3 separate regions of the Mus musculus genome follow, and regions 2 and 3 are each linked to region 1. The links are chromatin contacts, called in public promoter capture Hi-C maps. All regions are on one chromosome and are shown on one strand. The core of a region is the stretch at or near the end of the contact, and the rest is flanking DNA. Distances in the headings are between cores, read along the strand shown. Region 1 holds the start of Btaf1 (B-TFIID TATA-box binding protein associated factor 1). Region 2 holds the start of Ifit2 (interferon-induced protein with tetratricopeptide repeats 2). Region 3 holds the start of Ifit1 (interferon-induced protein with tetratricopeptide repeats 1).

The links. Promoter capture Hi-C pulls out the DNA fragments that hold promoters and counts their contacts.
Region 2: a promoter capture Hi-C map of cranial neural crest shows a contact between it and region 1. A contact is called at or near these places in 1 of 39 promoter capture datasets (cranial neural crest) and 1 of 9 other capture datasets (macrophages).
Region 3: a promoter capture Hi-C map of the 3T3-L1 cell line shows a contact between it and region 1, with 5 times the contacts expected there.

The regions. Positions count from the first base shown.
Region 1 is chr19:36,924,268-36,928,144 of GRCm38.p6, forward strand. Btaf1 (B-TFIID TATA-box binding protein associated factor 1) reads left to right here and starts at 1,812. Exons shown (of 38, transcript NM_001080706.1): 1 at 1,812-2,134. The coding sequence starts at 2,121.
Region 2 is chr19:34,548,932-34,552,808 of GRCm38.p6, forward strand. It overlaps Ifit2 (interferon-induced protein with tetratricopeptide repeats 2), which reads left to right and starts at 1,763. Exons shown (of 3, transcript NM_008332.3): 1 at 1,763-2,091.
Region 3 is chr19:34,639,079-34,642,955 of GRCm38.p6, forward strand. Ifit1 (interferon-induced protein with tetratricopeptide repeats 1) reads left to right here and starts at 1,811. Exons shown (of 2, transcript NM_008331.3): 1 at 1,811-1,909. The coding sequence starts at 1,905. It also overlaps a transcript of Ifit1bl1 not described here and a transcript of Ifit1bl2 not described here.

The DNA of each region.
Region 1 (3,877 bases), core at 562-3,061:
TAAATCCAGCACACACGAGGCAGAGGCAGGAGGTCAGGGCCAGGTTGGTCTACAGAGGGAGTGCCAGGACAGGCAGGGCTACACAGAGTAATTCTGTCTTTAAAAAACAAAAACCAAACCAACACAAAATGAAATCAAAGTCAGTAGTTAAGAGCACATGACTGGTCCAGAGTGCCTGAGTTCAATTCTCTCAGGAAGCTCCAACCACCTGTAACTTCAGCTCCAGGAATTTTAGATAGTCTCTGGCCCCCTGGCCTCTGTAGGCAGAAGCTACACACATACACATTTTTTAAAAATCTATTGCCTTTGGGGAAAAAAACCAAGTTGATAACAATAGGCCTTTCCTCTCTTCAAAGCTTTAGACTATATATATATGTATATATATATATATGTGTGTGTGTGTGTGTATACATACATATATATGTGTGTGTGTATATATGTGTATATATATATATATATATATACATATATATAGTTTTATTTATATGAGTACACTGTCCCTCTCCTCAGACACACCAGAAGAGAGCATCAGATCCCATTACAAATGGTTGTGAGCCACCATGTAGTTGCTGGGAATTGAACTCAGGACCTCTGGAAGAACAGCCAGCATTCTTAACTGTTGAGCCATCTCTCCAGCCCTGGACCTATATTTTTTGATACTAGGGAAAACATATAGAAAATGTAAACTAGATCATTTCTCTTGCTCAAAACACTCTTCTATACTTCGTATAGAACCCAAATCCTGGGCTTCTAGCCCCACCGTGGAAAAACATCACACTACTTTATAGCTTTGCCTTGTAATGTAAGGGGTAATGTTAGTCACCTGTGCAATACTTTAGCAAGTACTTAGTTCATCTTTTCCTATACAGATCTATTTTACAGTTCACCAAGTTCTTGTGAACTTTCCTGGGTTCATGACATCCCTCCCCACCTTCCACAACCTTTTACAGTGCTTCTCATCATACAGATGACAAGCAGACTCAAAGCCTGAGACATAACTTCTAAATAGGTAACAAGAAGCTAGTGGGCATGTTTTATAAGGAAGGGCGACAGGACAGGTGCTTTTGATGATTAATCTGTCAGTGGCCTATAAACTGGGCTTGCCGAAACTAGAGAAATACTAGTTTGACTACTGGCATTAAAAACAAATTCTAAGGCTATGGTAGTTTACAGAGGAGTGTTTGGCAGTGGAGGGACGGAAGGAGGAAAAGACGGGAAGAAGGGTGATAGGCCTAGGCAAAATCATTAGCAGTCCCTTCACCATTTATGCAGAACTTAATGGTAAATAATAGTAAACACACACTTGAGCCTCCTCCCACCCTCTTCCTCGCGGAACCACACTGCAAATTCTTGGCCCGGAGATTGCTTTGTAGCCCAGACTGACCCCCAATTTCACAATCTGCTGCCTCAGCCTCCCAGGTGCTAGGATTATAGGCCTGCACCACCCTAGCCAGCCCTCGGCAGTGTTTCCTTCTTGACTTCATCCCGCCCACAGCATCGCGACCTGGGCCGGAGTCTCCTTTCTCCAGTTTGTTCCTGTTTGGAAGCCGCCTAGCTGGGTAGTAGGGTCAGGATGGAGAGAGCACTTAGAGACCGAGGTTTGGAACTTTCGGAACTTTAGCTAGGTGATCTTTATCGCTCTCTGGAAGATCAAGACCTCTTTCCGTTTCTCCCATTAATCTTAAAGACTGGGAGCCGGGCTCCCGATCCACGCTGCCAACCCGCTCCCACTGCCGCGGGGCGCTGCTACATTCCGCTCGCCGGCAGGGAGTGGGGATGGGGGGGGGGGGAAAACGTGCCGGTGACGTCACTTCCGGCGTGCAGACGCTAAGTCCGGCGTGCCGGCGTCTGCGTCAGCAGAGAGCGGGGCTGGGGGCACCCGGTTTGAAGTGGTGCGGGTCAGAGCGGCGCCGCCTCCGCCCGTGTGTGGGACCCTGGTCGCTGCGGAGACGAGCTCCGGTGGCCGGCACATGCCGGAAGGCCCGTGCGGGCCGCTCCACGCCGCGCCGCCTGCCGCCCTGCGCCCGGCGGCCTGGGCCTGCGCCGCTCTGCTCGGGAAACGAACGCCGGAGCGGCGCGGCGTGTAGCTCCCTGAGAGTTCCGAACCGCCGGCGCCGGCCATGGCGGTCTCCAGGTGGGTGTCGCCGCCCGTCAGCTAACGGGGAGCGCGCGCGGGCGGGCGGGCGAGGCTGTCGGTCGGCTCCCGGCGCGACGGTGCGGGGCGTGAGCGCTGCTTCTCGTTCGCTCGCCCAGACTTCCGAGGCTTCCCTCGGCTGGCAGGCGCTTTGGGCTCGGGTTACCCGGAGAAGTCGGCTCACGAAGCGCTTTTTCTCCTGGTTAAATGTGACTCGGCGCGTTCGATCTGGCTTTTTTTTTTTTTTCTTTTTTCCTTTTTTCTTTTTTCTTCACCACGTTGCTCCTCTTTGGTTTCTCTTCCCTCTTTGAATTTCTAGGCGAGTTTCTTTTCTTTTTCTTTCGTAGTATCAAAGTCTGTTCCCAAACCACCATTTCACGGCAAAACTTGGTAGTAACTGTCGATGGAGGCGGGGGTTGAAACACTGTTATCTAAGAGACCATCTGGTTATGCTAAATTTTAAAAAAAATTTACAGCGTAACGGGTATAGTCTTGCTCACTTTTTTCTTGAGGTCTAATTCCTCCTTTTTGTTAAGCAGTAAGTATTCTGTCAATCAGCGTGTGGTCTTAAGCAGATGACTATTTTAGCATCTTTCCCCAAGCGTTATCACAGATCTTAAATTATTGTAAAATTTTGCCCACGTGGAAGAGTCTGGGAAAATTATGGAAAGACGTATAAACATTTAACTTGTGTAGCTTCTGATGATAGAATGAGTTGAAAACTTGGAAATGATTTTGGTGTCCCGCTGACGTTTAAGTCGTCGGGATGGTCTCTCCGTGTTTAGTCATTAAGAGTTACCAAAGTCCTTTAGGGATGATGAGATAATGAGAATTGAGTCCTTTCACCAAATGGACTGAGGGAGATAAATGACGAAAATAAACAGCTTTCACTAATTTTTCGAAATTAGTTGAACACATTCCTTTATGCACACTCTTATAAGGAAGGAGTAACCCAAGTCACACACTCCCTAGGTAACTGATGAAATAGTGTGTGGGAGAATCCCATGGGAGCTGAGTGAAGGGAGTTGCTAGGTACTGGTAGTAGGGACAGCTAATTTTTATTTCATAAGCAGACTTAGTGGGAGAAAGACTCTTATTTCAGCACCTATGAAACTGCTTTAAGAGAATACAAGTGGCATTTATTTCTGCAAGTACAGATAGATTTATCTTATAATTTATCTTCCATGTAAATGCATAAATATATACACCAGAAATATGTTGGTACATGAGCATGAGATTTAAAGTCTCTTTTCTGTCTTCTCTTTCTTCTTTGAGACAAGGGGCTCATGTAGCCCAGGCTAGCCTCGAACTCAGAAGGAGCTTTGGTTCTGGGATTAGAGATGTGGTGTTACCTGGCCTTCTCAGGGTTTTTTAATTTAAGGGAATTAGTACTTCCTTTCGTGAAGTAGGTTTATATTTGTACAATGTTGGAAAGCGTTATAGAGGCAAAATGATAGTGCTTTAAAAAAATTGATCTTTTTCGCTTAGCACTAATCTATAGATCCAACTTTTGAAAGAAAGAGTGGGCTTTAAAGGCTTTTGGTCCTCATGATCTGCTTTCAAAGAGAACTGCTGTTTGTTGTTCCTGTTTTTTTTTTTTTTTTTTTAAAACTCACTGCCATAATTAAAGCCAGCCACATTTTATAGAAGCTTCTTCCATGCTTAGTTTAGTAATCTAAATGTAAGCGAAGGCTTTGGATGCCTTGCTTGGGAGGAGGTATTGGACTTTTAAAAATATTTGTG
Region 2 (3,877 bases), core at 513-3,012, 2.4 Mb before region 1:
CCCCACAGTACGGTGATTACATTCCTCTCTTAAAACCATAAAGAATGGCTTGGGGGTCAGAGTGGGACAATAAATACAATTGTACTTATAAGACGAGCAGCATTGTGTTTGCCTGCCAGGAAAGGGGTCCTGTAGAAATATCCTACAAAGAAATGACGGTCCTGGTCCTTCGAGTCAACGCTGCGCTCTTTGAGAAGGTTCTCCAAAGCCCGCACAAATTTCATACCAACAGGAGGAATCCCTTCTGTTCAAATTGATTGATGATCTCTCCCACAAGCTCCCGCTGGAGCCCACCAGGCCTGATGGTAATGAAGGTACACTCACCGTTGGTCATGTGTGCTGTGGTCTGGGAGGGACTGAATGTTGTGAAGACAGTCTCGGTGATGCTAACAGAGACCAACCCCACTCACTCTAAGCCTGTGACCATCCGAGGAGACTTTTGCATCCAAGTTGGTAAGAATGGTTCTGTAGAGAGCCCAGCTTGTGGTTTCAGCCCAAGGAGCTGGTGGACTTCAAGAGTTGTGCACAGGACTGGATCTATGAGTGACAGGAAGGCCCCTGCTTTGCCACCTTCTGACCCCTGTTCCCACAGGCAGGGGACCAGCAACTCTAGATATTTCTGGATCTTCCTTTGGCCTTTAGGGATCCTCTGGGAGCTGTGACTCCCTGTGTAGTGTTAAGTACCACTATTAGATTAAAATGTCTCATCGCCTGTGAAGAGAAGGAGGAGGAGAGGGAGGGGGAGGGGGAGGGGGAGGGGGGGGGACTCAATTTAGAAGAGAAACTAAATTGACAAGACCGAAGTGTTTAACCACCAGGCAACAGGGAGGGGTATGATGGATCCTTAGAATGACAGTTCACTGCTAAAACTCTTCCTTTCCCCATCCCCTATCTCCTTTCAGTCCTAGGGACAGAAGCCAGTGTCATGGGCAAGAGCTCTGTCACTGAGCTACATCCTAGCCTTGGAACCTCACTTTCTTTTAAAGGACTTTGAATGTCATTATCTTTCATTCTATCCATCTATCTGGATCTATATCTATCTATCTATCTATCTATCTATCATCCATCCATCCATTTATCAAGGGTGCCACACGGAGGTCAGAGGACCACTTGCAGGAGTCGATTTTTACTTTCCCTGGGATTAAAATCCCATCCCAGCTCAGATCCTAGGGCTTAAAGTCAAGTGATATAAGCCCCTGAAGTCATCTCCCCTAAGCCAGTTGAGTCTCAATTTCAATTTAAATCCAGGAATTCAATTCAGGATCATGTCCCTCACTAAGATGGACTATTAGGAAACTGGAAATGAGTGAACCATCCTCTAAGAATCAACTAGGTATTATCTCTGCTGTCCAGAATATTACAGTCTGCGAATTAATCCGCTTCAGTTAGCAACATCAGTAAACATTAAAAATAGGAAAGGACAGAAAAGGATCCTGTCTGGTCTTGCATTGTGCAAGGAGAATTCTATGCTAGAGCTGGGCTGGAGCACCAAGACCCAGAGGCTGGAAAATTCATGGGAGCTTCCTGGAAGAATGGATAAAACCGTCTCTCTCCCAATTCCGGAAGTATTTCTGCTGCAAACTCTCAAATTTAGCATCTAGGGATAATAAAGCTAAAAGCGGCGGAGAAGGGCACCCTCTGGCGACAATAGCAGGACACAGTGGGAGGAAGCAGCGCTAAGATGGAGTACCACCCCAAAACAAAGCTCCCTGGGAGCTGTAGTCGAGCCAGGTTGCCTGGGTGAGTGCAGTTTCCCGCCCTTAGTGATGTGGGGACCCAGCGAGATGGAGCTCACTTTAGGAAACAGCGGGGAGTCCCCCAAAGGACTAAGGTATTCCAGCCACACCCGACTAACGCTGCAAATATGTAGGAAAGAGAGTGAAGCAAGATATTTTTAATGAGTAGCCCTGTCTAGTAGTAGATCCCTCAAAGCACCAAGTGTGGGTAGGGGTTACATCCGGCACCCGGCAGTCAGGAGTCATTGGCCACGCACCCTTCGCCAGCGTCCATTCTGCCGAAAAGCAAGTTCTGGCCTTCTGCAGTTAATGCTTTTTTACCCATCAGCAAGATGCACCAAGATGAGACTTAGAGGTAGGTGGTCGTCGCTCTTAAATGTGGGTGGACGCAACTTTTGTTTTCCTGGGCTGTCCACTAGGGGCGCGTGGTGGACTCTGGGTCCTAAGCTATATATCTAGTCACTCTTTTATCCAGAACCCACCCTCAGCTCACTCAAAGGCTTTCAAAAACAGCTTTTTTTTTTTTTTACTTCCGGTTGTTTATTTGAGAAGGAATGCACCAGAAATTACAGAAACCTTTTTAATGTCCCACAACCTCTCAACTCTGTAAGTCTATTAACATGTTATTGTGTAATGGTCTCTCCCCCTCCCCAACCTCCCTGTGTTCCTCAGGTTTGGTGTTTTAAAATGACAGCTGATGTAGGAATTCCTCTCTGTGGAGATAGAGTGGACACAATGAATTTCTTTCTTCCCCCCCCTCCCCCTCCCTCGCCCTCTCCCTGCCCCCCTTCTCTCTCTCTCTCTCTCTCTCTCTCTCTCTCTCTCTCTCTCTTCTTTCTTTCTTTCTTTCTTTCTTTCTTTCTTTCTTTCTTCCTTCCTTCCTTCCTTCCTTCCTTCCTTCCTTCCTTCTTTCTTTCTTTCTTTCTTTCTTTCTTTCTTTCTTTCTTTCTTTCTTCTTTCTAAAATATTTTCTGGATTTAAATGTTGGTAAAGGAAGAAGAGAGGTAAACGTTAGAAGTAGGGACTGGGAATCTCAAATTAGGGTGCAGTTCAGAGATGAAGAAGGCACAATGAGGTATTTGTGTCCTCATGAGGAAAGTATTTGGGAGTGCTGAAAGCAAGCAGTGTAAATAGCATCAGGACAGCAACTGCTCAGGAGGCCATGCGCCTGAATCACACTTATACTTCAGTAAAATGTTAACAAAGACTCCGAGACAACAGAAGGAAAAATTAGAACACGTTGGCACCCTGAGAAGTGTGCTATTCAAAAGAGTAAGGCAGTGGCTGAAAAGACCATGCAGGAGGAGATAGGACCATCAAGATACTCTGAGCATGAAAAATACACAGGGTCATAGAACAAGGGTTAACAAACTGCCACCCGGAGGCCAGCTTGCTATTTGCTTCTATAAATGAAGTTTTATTGGATCAGGTGCTCTCTTACGCTGCAACAGCAGACTGGACTAGTTGCTCACAAAGCCAGAGAAAATATTTATTATTTGGCCCTTAACAGGGTCCAGAACATCATGATGGCCATGGTTCAAATTCCTGGGATGCTTGAAACATGAGGGCTAGTAACTACTCGTGACTGCTAAAGCAGGGACACACATGGTTGTTTGCTTTGCCGCTGTTTAAAAGAGTTCAGTAGTTTTCCTTTGAGATGTACTTTAATTTAACAATGAAAACGGTTCTAAAGTAAAGGGCTGTCTCTGGTCTTGCATTCTTCTAGAAGAATATCTGTATACTTGCTGCTGTCAGTTGCTTGTGCTAGAGAACATGGTAAACTCAGTTTTTAATGCTCAGAAGAAAATGATAAATATATGAGGATATCACCATTGTCAATCATCTGGGGATAGCTAGAGGAGACAAATGACCTTGATGGAGAGGTGCAATGACAGACTTTGTCTATGGCACTCGAGGGAACTTTGTGTGCTTCTACAAAGGGAGATGTTTACATCTCTACCCTGCTCAATTCTGAAAAAGGAACACACCAATCAAAGACAGCCTTCTGTACCTGATGTCTGAAAAGCGCAAGATGCATTTTTATAGTATCATGATTCTGATATGAAGGGTATTTATTTACTTGTTTTGAAAAATGCTTTTGACTGATGTCTGTCCCTTAAGATTTTCAATCTTGTTCCATG
Region 3 (3,877 bases), core at 561-3,060, 2.3 Mb before region 1:
CATGGGACATAGGGGCCTTCCCTTGTCAGAGGAGACAGGGAAGAAGGAATAGCCATGGAGGGTGTGATGGTGGAACTGGGCAGCAGTCAGAATGTAAAACAAACAAACAAGCAAACAAACAAACAAAAAGAAAGAAAAAATGAAAAACAAAAGAGAAAAAGGCAATTTTGAGTTAAGAGCCTTATTAACACAATCCTTTCAACCCTGTCCATTTTTAAGTGTTTTAATATTATATTTCAGTGAAGTGTGTAGCCGGTATGTGTATGGGTGAGTGTGTATGTGTGTAACTGTGTTTTTGTTAGTGTGTCTGTGGGGGTGGTGTTATGACATTCGTGTGAAGTCATGTTAGAACACTCTAGATTTAGTTCTTCTCTGCCAGCACGGAGTCAGGGGACTGAACCCAGGAGTCAGGCTTGATAGCAAACACTTTAACTCTCTAACATATACCTAGTTATCTGACTGACACATAACTCTAGGTTCTCTAAAATTAAACTTTACTGGAGAAAGTGACCAGAGGGCCAACTCCTGTCTTGGTGTCAGCTGATGGGGGGGGGGGGTTAGGGCTGTACCTACCTGGTCAAAGATAACTCTCAGGAGAGGCTAGCACTATATCAAGGAGATGGGATTAGATGTTTAACTTCTTTCAATATTTTTAATATATGGAGGTGAGAAGGATGAGCTGAATTTGAGGACCTAGACATCAAAGGTCAGGATAAGGAACTAGACAGCAATAAAGGCTGAGATTACAGGTTAACCAAGACAACAGACTAAAGTATTTGACCTCAACCTGAAACAGTGTGAGCCCCACTGTCTGTAGTTCCCTAGATTGCTATTAGCCCTTAAAATGGTATTTATTTTACGTGTATGAACACACTGTAGTTGTCTTCAGACACACCAGAAGAGGGCATTTAATCCTATTACAGATACTTGTGAGCCACCATGTGGTTGCTGGGAACTGAACTCAAGACCTCTAGAAGAGCAGTGAGTGCTCTTAACCACTGACCCATCTAGTAGCCTTGCTATTAGTGGGATAGCATCAAGGCTCTGAATAACCATCACCCTTTAGGGATTCCATGTTTGGTTCTTGTTAACATGACTATGATTGGTGGAAAGAACCCTTTAGAGTCACCTCAGGAGAAGTTAACACAAAGCATGGCTCTACAGCTCTCTGGGCAATGGGAAACTGTCCTGGTTTATAAAGACTGTATTCCTAAGGCTTCGGATAGGCTGGGAAGCTATGGACCAGTCAATGCAGGTGAATAATGACATCTGTGGAAGATGCTAAGGATAGACACACAACAAACCAGCTAGTATCTTCTTCCACTTCCACAATGCATGAGAACTCACTCTTCCAGTCCCAAACTTTCCCTTTGCCATCCTAAGACCCCCTAGTGCCACATGGGAAAGTCTCACTTCCAAGGAGGAACTGCAGACCTTCAGTTGCTTGGAAGAAAGAACAACACTGCTTCTGAAGATGCCAGTCTGCTTTCCATTTTATCTGTATCACCTCCATCAGCCCCTACCTAACAGATAAGAGTCTCTGGGTGGCAGGGATGTCTCACTCTCTCTCTCTGGACAGCAGTCTGGATCCGACATGTCTGTATCCGTTTCAGAGCCTTCTCCTCATCGATTTCAGTGGAGAATGCAGTAGGGCAAACCCCACAGTGCCCCACAGTGCGTCTCCCTGGATAAACTGCAGGCTTCAGTTTCACTTTCCAGTCTCAGTTTCAGTTTCTCACTGCTGACTGAAAAGAGCACACCCCCTAGCTCACCCAGCCCTTTAAAAAAAACCTGAGCTTCCAGTTGGTGTGACAGTCTGCAAGAGAGCAGAGAGTCAAGGCAGGTTTCTGAGGAGTTCTGCTCTGCTGAAAACCCAGAGAACAGCTACCACCTTTACAGCAACCATGGGGTAAGGATTTCCCTGTTCTCCACTCTGAGGGAACCCAGGACACAGACGTTTGCTAGTGGCTGTTTCTGAGTGTGCCTCTAGCTTCTCTTTCTACTGCTGATGGGGAACAAGGATGCTAATTGTCCTGAGGGTCCAGGGAGTTTGCTTAATGCCCCCACTAAGCTGTGTGCCTGGTGCTGGATGTGTGACTGGAAGCTTGTTTTGATTTTTAAGGCTGTCTCACAGCATGTAGTAGGACGTACCTGGGAGAGAATTTAGTGCATGCTCGGCTCACAAACAAAGATGATTACCAAACAGGCCCTCTGGAATGGAATAAAGGACCACCAGTGCCCACTTGGTGCTCCAAAAGTGAGCAGCAGGTTAGAGTATGCTCCTTCTGATCTTCTGAGGACATAGTCCTTAGAATGTTCCAGCATGTCCTCAGAATCTTCCAGCCTATCCCTCAATGGACCTCTTGAAATGCTGTTCAAGCTTTCTGTTCCAGGCGCATTCATTCCCATCCCTGGCTGGCTAAACAAATAGCCAGGGCAACACCTCTCTCTCTCTCTCTCTCTCTCCCTCCCTCCCTCTCTCCCTCCCTCCCTCCCCGCGCCCCCCCCCCCCCCAGGATTAAGAAACAAAAATGTGTCAATTCTATTCTCTCTGACAAGAGGTATTAAAACCTTTTGGCCAAGAAACTAAATATATATGAATAAATATATATGAATATATGTTATATAAAGCCATGTCAGGAAGTTTGATAAGGTAGAGCAAGTAGAGACCCAGAGACTCGGTGGGCACACAACTGAGGCTTAGGGTATGGTGGGTAAAAGTTCTATACCTGAGTCAAGGGCCCCACACATCACCAGGAAGATAATGTGATTGATACAGTACCACCAACCAGTGGTTCCAGATTTAATAGATGGTGCATGGGGCACTACATCACACCCTGAGCCTGAGTATGGAGATATGGAACATCTGTGTTTTGCAACTGTTCAGAGGAATAGAGCATATAACTAACAAGAAAAAAGGCTCTCCTGCCTACCTCTGAGACCTAGGGAATCAGGTCACCTCTGATCCCTTGAGCCTGTGGGCCCCCTACTCCTATTGCCCTTCTGAAGTCAATTGGTCCAGAAGGTAAGAAGAAGTTTGGTAAGGTAGAGCAGATGCTATGCATAGGTGCATGTACCTCCACCTCAAGACAGAGAGCCCAGAAGGATCCTTGTGAGCCTCCCAGTCAAGGCAGACCTTCCTGGGCTACTGCTGTCCAGTTTTCAGAGTCCTCTGAGCTGTCCTGACAAAATCTTTATTTCCCATAAGGTGCAGGTACAATCTCTAATTCCAACTGTGGGATGCTGTAGCCAGGGAAAGCAAAGTAAAGCCAGATTGAATCTGATGCCCCTGGGTCAGGATTAATCTATTCCTACAGAAGCTTGTCCAGCATCTTAAAGTGCTCTGGAAAAGAAGGAGTAACTATGAATTTGGTTATGAGAGAGAGAGTGAGAGAGAGAGAGACAGACACAGACACAGACACAGACACAGAAATAGGGAAAGACAGATGATGGGGTCTCTGAGAATGCTGTGGCCAACAGAGCAATGGTCTCTATGAAGTAAGAAGGAAATCTGGTTGAATATAATTTAGCCAATGTCGGTTCAAACTTCTAGAATCTAACCTGGCACTGTTTGTTGTAAATATATTTCAGCACAATAAAATATAGCAAAATGTTTCCTGGTGTAATACAATCCTCTGTGTACACGGAGGTATCATGAGGTATAATTACACTGAAACTCAATTCAAAGTACATGTGACTTCTCTCAAGAGGATTAATTCCAGAGATAGGCTTCATACGTTAGCTGAAGGGCCCAGGGAAAAATCTGGTATGGTGTAAGTCATACAGATAGTACGGAGGTCATTTGGACTATTACCATTTCCATCCCTGGTTGTGTGAGCTTGGGGGAGCCTCGGACCATACAAATAAAGCAAAGGTT